Linked DNA regions of Sus scrofa: region 2 is linked to region 1. The links are chromatin contacts, called in public Hi-C maps. All regions are on one chromosome and are shown on one strand. The core of a region is the stretch at or near the end of the contact, and the rest is flanking DNA. Distances in the headings are between cores, read along the strand shown. Region 1 holds the start of MYD88 (myeloid differentiation primary response 88). Region 2 holds the start of OXSR1 (oxidative-stress responsive 1).

What was found. Hi-C and Micro-C count contacts between places; a contact is called where the count stands out from the background.
Region 2: a contact with region 1 is called in a Hi-C map of liver, with 4 times the contacts expected there. The contact joins the promoter of OXSR1 here to the promoter of MYD88 in region 1. A contact is called at or near these places in 2 of 5 promoter capture datasets (fetal liver and liver), 23 of 47 Hi-C or Micro-C datasets (alveolar macrophages, blood, brain and 10 more) and 2 of 2 datasets of contacts at active chromatin or transcription factors (alveolar macrophages and skeletal muscle).

The regions. Positions count from the first base shown.
Region 1 is chr13:22,975,465-22,979,227 of Sscrofa11.1, reverse strand. It overlaps MYD88 (myeloid differentiation primary response 88), which reads right to left and starts at 2,277. Exons shown (of 5, transcript NM_001099923.1): 1 at 1,943-2,277; 2 at 928-1,053; 3 at 370-550; 4 at 94-185. The coding sequence starts at 2,270. It overlaps ACAA1 (3-ketoacyl-CoA thiolase, peroxisomal), which reads left to right. Exons shown (of 15, transcript XM_003132103.4): 4 at 1,815-3,763.
Region 2 is chr13:23,018,839-23,022,237 of Sscrofa11.1, reverse strand. It overlaps OXSR1 (oxidative-stress responsive 1), which reads right to left and starts at 1,399. Exons shown (of 18, transcript NM_214342.1): 1 at 1,284-1,399. The coding sequence starts at 1,353. It overlaps ACAA1 (3-ketoacyl-CoA thiolase, peroxisomal), which reads left to right and starts at 2,100. Exons shown (of 15, transcript XM_003132103.4): 1 at 2,100-2,223; 2 at 3,363-3,399.

The DNA.
Region 1 (3,763 bases), core at 1,028-3,527:
TTCTTGGGGCTGCATCCATGGCCCTTGGTGAAGGAAGGCTGGCATTTTGAAACCCCACTTACTCCTCTGTGGCAAGAGCAGAGCGGAGCTTACCTGGAGAGAGGCTGAGTGCAAACTTAGTCTGGAAGTCACATTCCTTGCTTTGCAGGTAATCATCAGAGACAACCACTACCATCCGACGGCACCTACGGGAGAGTGAGCAGGCTGCAGGCACTGTGGTGACCTTGTTCAGCACACCCCCATGGGACAGCCTTTAGAGGTGTCCCCTGTTCTCAGGCTAGCCAGGGTCCAGCTGGGAGGATCTCAGCATCAGGATCCCTGGCAGGGCTTTGTACACCCACCCACTTGTCCCTTGGCCACCTAGCCAACCTCTTTTCAATGAGTTCACTAGCAATGGACCAGACGCAGGTGCCAGGCAGGACATCTCGGTCAGACACACATAACTTCAGCCGATAGTTGGTCTGTTCCAGCTGCCGGATCATCTCCTGCACAAACTGGATATCGCTGGGGCAGTAGCAGATGAAGGCATCAAAATGCTCAGGCATTTGCCCTGGGTGCAGAGCACAAGGGTTATGGTCAGAGCTCTACAGGATGGCTGGGGAGGAACCCAGTCAGGTGCCCCAAGACTAAGCACCCCTGGTCCCAGACCCTACACAATTCTGAGATGACACTATTCAGAGAAAGGGTCTTTCCTAGGAGAGGAAAGATGAGCACCCTACCCCCACCCCCCAGCTAAGCCCTAGGCTGACCATGAGACAGATACATCATATGAAACTGTCATGCCAAACCCAGAGATAAGACTACTACTCTTCCTGTTTCTTAGGAAAATAAAGCTCAGAGAGATTAAGTGTCTTGCCCAAAGTGCCACATCCATGCTCTTAACACCGCAGTGTCCTGTGGCCTAGGAAGGAAGTACTGGGCACTTACCCAGGGGGTCATCTCGAATGGTGATGCCTGACATCCAAGGGATGCTGCTATCTACAGAGTCCACCTGTAAAGGCTTCTCAGCTGCCTCCTGCTGCTGCTTCAGAATATACTTTCGGCAGTCCTCTTCTGTGAGGAAGAGACAAAGTGTGGCCAGCTCCCCAGAGGTACTCCGTGCCTCTTCCACAGTCCAGACCCAGCCCCTGTCCCACCTCCCAGGTCATGTTGGCTCCGGGGCTTCTCCAGCCCATTGGTGCCATCCAGAGTTTAACAGCTCTGAAAAGGTGAGCTCCCACCTGTCTCTGGCCATTGTAAAGGGATGTCAGTGGTGTTCTGGCTGTGATGGAAGACATTAAGTTCAGGCTTGTGTGTCTCTCTCTCTTTGCCCCCCTGACTCCCACTTCCTAGGTAGGGCTCCTGAGAATAGAATCCACAATCTGCTTCTTTTAGGATCCACAGCTGATGTGAGCAGGGCATATAAGAACTCAGGAGACTGGTGGTTTATGTGCAGCTAGGGCAGTGGCCCCAACCAAGCAAGGTGTGCCCATCTATGGGCCACTGTCCCCATGCCTGTGCAGATACGTGTCAGCAAGTAGCGGAAAAGGATGCATTTTCTAGGAACCTGAGGTTTCCAAGATTGTCAGCTTTCAGTCCCTTATCTGCCCTGCTGCTCTACTTGAAGCAGTCCCAAGTCCCCTACAGAGGATCCCAATTCTGATTCCTGGACCTGCTTGAAAGCCTTTGCCTGAGCTGTTTCCTTCCTTCTCTGCCTTTCCAGGCCTTCACCTCCTTTCTCTAGCCCCTATCATACCCGGCTATTGAAAGAGGGAACTGGTTCTGCGCGGTTCCCCCATACATGCTGCCTCCAGTGTCTCCCTCTTTACCCCTAGATTACCACCACCCTCCACCCCAGGCGGGAAAGGAGGGATGGATGCTGAGGCGAGTGAAGGTCAGCGCCTTCACACACCCCCACCCCCACCCTGGCAACTTGGATATGCGGCGAAGAGAACGTCCTCACCAATGCTGGGCCCCAGTTCCACCAGCACGTCGTCGCGGCCCAGCTTGGCAAGCAGCTCGAGCAGGCGGCCCACCGAGGCGCCAGGGCGTCCTTGCCAGTCGTCCAGCAGGCTGCGCGTGGGGTCGGGATGCGTCTCCAGCCGCCGGATCTCCAGGTACTCGAAGTTCATCTCCTCCGCCAGCCCAGTCCAGTCCGCAGCCACCTGCGTCCGCACGTTTAGGAAGAGCGACAGGCGGTGCCGCACTCGCACATTGAGCGCTGCCAGAGGCAGGGAGGACATGGAGGGGGTGGGGGGCGCGGACTCCGCTCCGGAGCCTCCTTCAGCCATGGCGGGCCGCCGGGGAGCCTCCGCGCTGTCGAGTCGCCTTGTGGGCCTGTGCTTCCTCCTTCCCATAAAGCCACCCCGCCCTCCTGGTCCCGCCCCGCCTGTTTCTCTTTCCGAGAAGCGCCACCCTGCCCTACAATCTGGAGCCCAGCAGATGTGTGGAGGTGGGGGACGCCCCGTCTCAGCTCTCAGGATCTCGGGGGACGGGGGTTGTGGAGCCTGGGAACCTGCCTTTTGAGGTCCGTGAAGCTGTCTTTCCTCCTGTCTTCAAGGGTCTGTTACGGCGGTGGGACGACGACCCTCCTTGGAGGGTTATAGGAAACAGGGACCTTGCCCTTTGCGTTCTGGTGGAATTACAACCTTTCCATTGGGGATCTGAGGGGTTCATACGGTCCTGCCCTCCAGAATGGTGGGGAAGGGGCAAGGGGACAGGCATCGGCTCTGCCGTCTCCCAAACACCAAATTTTGGTGGAACACGCAATCCTGCCTCTAAGACCACGGGGAAATCCTCGGCTGTGCACTCAGAGGTGGAGGTGGGAAAAGGCATACTGCCTTCTGGAGCCTGAGGACCCTTGAAAAGTGGGGGTCTCATCCTCCGTGATTGGGATAACAGGACACACTGGCCTTCCGCGTCGAAGAGAACCCCGGTACTACCCTCTGGGGTATGGGAAAACACATTTCCGCTGAGAGTCAAGCAGGCACCTGGCCTTGCTCTTCAGGAGGCAGGGAACGCCGTCCTGATCTGGGGAGTTTTGATTCATTCGCTCATTCGATAGGTATTTAGTGATCACCTGTTAAGTGTCAAGTATATTGCAGGCACCCTGGATACAGAGTCTTTCCCTGCCTTAGAGACCCCAGCCTAGTGGCGGAGGTGGGCACTAATCAAACCATCCCCAATGACTGTAAAATTGTTATTTAAAAAAAAGTATGAGGCCCTTTCTCCAGATAGGGAGCCTGTCTCATCTCGGCACCTTTATACGATCCGTTCTCCTACCGTCCCAGAGTTCCCAGTTCCTCTCGAAAGATTTCCCAGGAGAGCACAAGCTCGTCTGGGTTGGCTCTGGGCGGTCTCGGAATTATTTAGGTCCCCCAGCTTGGGGGAGACTGAAGAGAAAGTTAGGAAAGGGTAAGAGCGCCGAGCCAGAAGCTGTAGGCGGCGCTTCTGACAGGCCCGCCTTCTGTTTGGCGGCGGGCAGTGGGCAGGGTTGTAGGGAAAGGAAATCCTGGCAGTGGCGAAGTTTGGTTCAAGACACGGAAGGAACTTCTGGAGACCCGCCTCGGGTAGGCGGAGCTGCAAGCGGAAAGGTTTCGGAGCTGCAAGCGGTAAGGTTTCCGAACTGCATTTCTGGGCGGGGCTTCAGGAAAGTTCACCTACCGGCTCGCAGCTGCAGGCTCCTGTAGGCGGGCTTTGAGTGGAAAGATCCTCTTGGGTCCAGCTTTAGGAGGTTTGATTTGCGGCTGGGGGCGGGACCTCAGGCAAATTCGTCTTCTGGTTG
Region 2 (3,399 bases), core at 150-2,649, 44 kb before region 1:
ACTCAAACCCCACAAGACCAGCTAAGGGGTTTTCATCCACTCTTTGTTATAAAACTAATTTTAGGACAGGATGCTGAGCTAGCAAAGTAGACAATCTCCTTCCTCCAACACACAGGGGTCTGCTCCTATCAGTTGTATTGAGCTTCTGTTTAGCTGAACCCACCCCCTTCTGATTTCTAAAATCACTGGATTATTGTTGTCCAACAAATACCCCCTCATCCCTGGCCCCCACGCTCCCTCAATCACTGTGCCTCTCAGAGAGAATTACAATCCATGTTTGTGCAAGTTTTGGTTTCTGCCAACTGGTATTCCCAGGACCCCTTCAAACCCATTTCACACAAAACAGCCAGACCCATCAAATCATGTCATGTTCCCCTTGAAGGCGCTCAATAACACTTAAAATAAAATTCCAAAATCCTCACCTTGGCTGAGAAGGTCCCTAAGATCTGGCCCTTCCCTTACTTTTCTATCCTTACCAGTCTTCGTTCAGGTCCTAAAACACACCAAGCTCCTTCCCTCCTCAAGGCCTTTGCATTTCCTCATCCCTCAGGAAGGAAAAATCTTCCTTAGGCTCTTTAAGACGGTCATCCTTCAGTGCTCAACTTCCATGTCAATGCCTCGGAAAAAACAACTTCCTTGAAATCGCCCCGACTAGGTCTCTAGGTTATTCTCTATCAGAACTTCTTGGTTATTTCCTTCCTAGCACTTGCCAAAACCTGTCATTCTTTTTATTTGCCTACTTATCTAATGTCTACCTCTGTAACTAGAAAGTCAATTTCAAGCAGTCGCAAGTTGTCTACAAAGCTCAGTGCTGTACTTGCAGCTTCATCTGGAGAGGATCCCTGGCTCCATCCCAGCAACGCCTGGCACTTCTTACAAGGATGCTGAAGTGAACAAAAGCACTCTATCCCATCACCCCCCAAATAGGGGGCCGTGTCCCAACTGCAATACCTCACTTCTCGAAGCGCCTTGTAAAGGCCTTTCCGACACCTGCACTTTTCTCTCCCAAACACACCTGTCGCTCAGGTTCAAACATCAGTCAGTACGCAAATCTCTTGGGAGCCCCTCAAACCCCACCCTGCCCCGCCGCACAGGAGCGCCACTCAAAGTAGCCTCCCTGCCTCGCACGCGCTGCACAAACGCAAAGCCTCACCCACGCGCCCTACCTCGCCCCGGGCCGCTCGAGTGCCCAAGAATATCTGAGGGTCCTGCCCTCCCCAAGCTCCCGCGTGTCACCCGCCGCCCAACGTAGCGCCTCCTCCCTCCAAGGCGACAGCTCTTACCAATCACCTCCTGCAGCTCATAATCGTCCTTGTTGATGGACCAGGGCAAGGCGCTGGAGTCCTCGGACATGACGGCGGCACCGCACTCGGTTCTCCCTCCAACTCGCTGACCTCTCCCGTCTCCTAGCCGCGCCTCTCCCCACCCCCAACCGCTGCTGCCGCGCCCCCACCAACCGCCTCTGGAACAGCCACTGGTCGGACGGCGCCTGGCGGGGGGTGTCCGCGCGGCAAAGCGGCGGTGGGCTCGAAACGCCGGCAGACCTCGTCTCCTGTTCCTCCGCGGCTGGCACTCCCCGGCTCGGCCCAGCGCCTGGCCTCGGCCTCCGCTGCTGCAGCGACACTAGCTTCGCCTGGGCCCAGCCCCTCCGTCCCGCCCTCCACCCTAGCCCCACGCACGGGCCAAACTTTCCCTTCTCCCTCCACCTGCCGACACGCAGCGCGCTGACGTCACCACGCCGGGCACGCCTCCATGGGCCACGCCCCCAGGCGCCATATCAAGAGTGGCTGGATAAAAAGCGAAAGCGCTTGGAGCTCGAGGAGGAAGTTGACAAGGGGAGGGAGGAAATGCTTTGGCAGGAGTTCGGCAAGGAACTCGGAAAGCCAGAGAAGAGCCTTAAATAGCCCAGAAGCTTTAGCCACACTAAGCATGGCAACTAAAGGGCGGTCGAGTAGAGGGGGCGGAGCCACTTCTGGCGGCTGGGGCACGTTGCCGTCTCCGCCGTCGCATTCATTGGCTTATTTGAGAAGGAATCAGAAAGGCAATAGGCGTGTGTGGACGTCACTCATAAATTAGTCCTGCCTCCAGGCGCTCGGCGCGCGGTTTGGCGACAGGGCTCCGATCTTTGGCGATCTCTGGTACCTTGATTGCTTTGCCTGGTTCCGCCGAGTGACGTCGCGGCGTAACCGTCACACCCTCAAGACGTGCAAAAGGCTCCGCAGGGTGTGGAGAAACCCTAGGGAGCAGCTGGGTGGGGTAACCTGGGAGTGTGGACGACTGCCAAATAGGATAAAAGGCCTTTGGCCACGGGACTGAGTGGAGCCGGAAGTTCACCGAAAGTGACGACACTTTCTAGGCGGAAGTTTTCTTTGCAGCGCGCGATATAGCATTTTCTCTAACCTTACGGGGCAGGAGGGTGTTCTGTCCCCTCTAAGCTTTGGGTCGGGAGCTCAAGTGAGCCCTTACCTTGGGACCTCAGAAGGTTGGCATTTTTCCCTTGATGTGGCTGGAAATACTAAACGAGTGAGGTTTGGCCCACGGTATCTGAGGTCATTTCAAGGGCCTTGACTTTTGTGTGACCTCACTGAACTTAAGTTTTCTCAAGTTGAACACTTAGGTCTTTGGGGGAAATTAATGAGGTGAAAATTGAACGCGCTTGGTAGAATGGAGACGAGAGTATCGATGTGGGTCAGGCTCGGTTGTGAACCCCTCTGAGTTGAACATCTTTCAGACCTGTATTAGTCATTAAGAACCATACCCTACCAGGCACTGGAAACCTTGTGCAGGAAATCCATTGACCACAAAACCAAAGCAGTCAACTGGGAGCTGCAGAACGAAGCTGTTAGCAGGTTTCCACCTGGTTGGTGGCATTGGATAATGTTTCACAGAGGAGACCCTGAAAAGTTCACATTGATGCCAACAGGAGGAATTTGAGAGGCTAGAATATCCAGTCACGGCGAAGGTGCTATTGTTCCCATGTCTGAAAGCATAGCACAGGCCTTGCTGTAAAGATTGGTTTCAGCTGTTACTACTGACACCTTTATTGCCATGTGTTTCTTGCCTTTCATTTGGCAGGGAGAAGAGAGATGGGGATCAGATCTGTCAGGAGATAAACCTGATGGTAGAGATTAGAAATCTCAAGGTTTTGGAGTTCCCTTTGTGGCTCAGTGGGTTATGAACCCATCTAGTATCCGTGAGGATGTGGGTTAGGCTTTGCTCAGTGGGTTAAGGATCTGGTGTTGCCATGAGCTGTGGTGTAGGTCGAAGACACAGCTCCGATCCAGCGTTGCTGTGTCTGTGGCATAGGCCAGCAGCTACAGCTCTGATTCATCCTCTAACCTGGGAATTTCCATATGCCACAGGTGGGGCCCTAAAAACCAAAAAAAAAAAAAAGAAAAA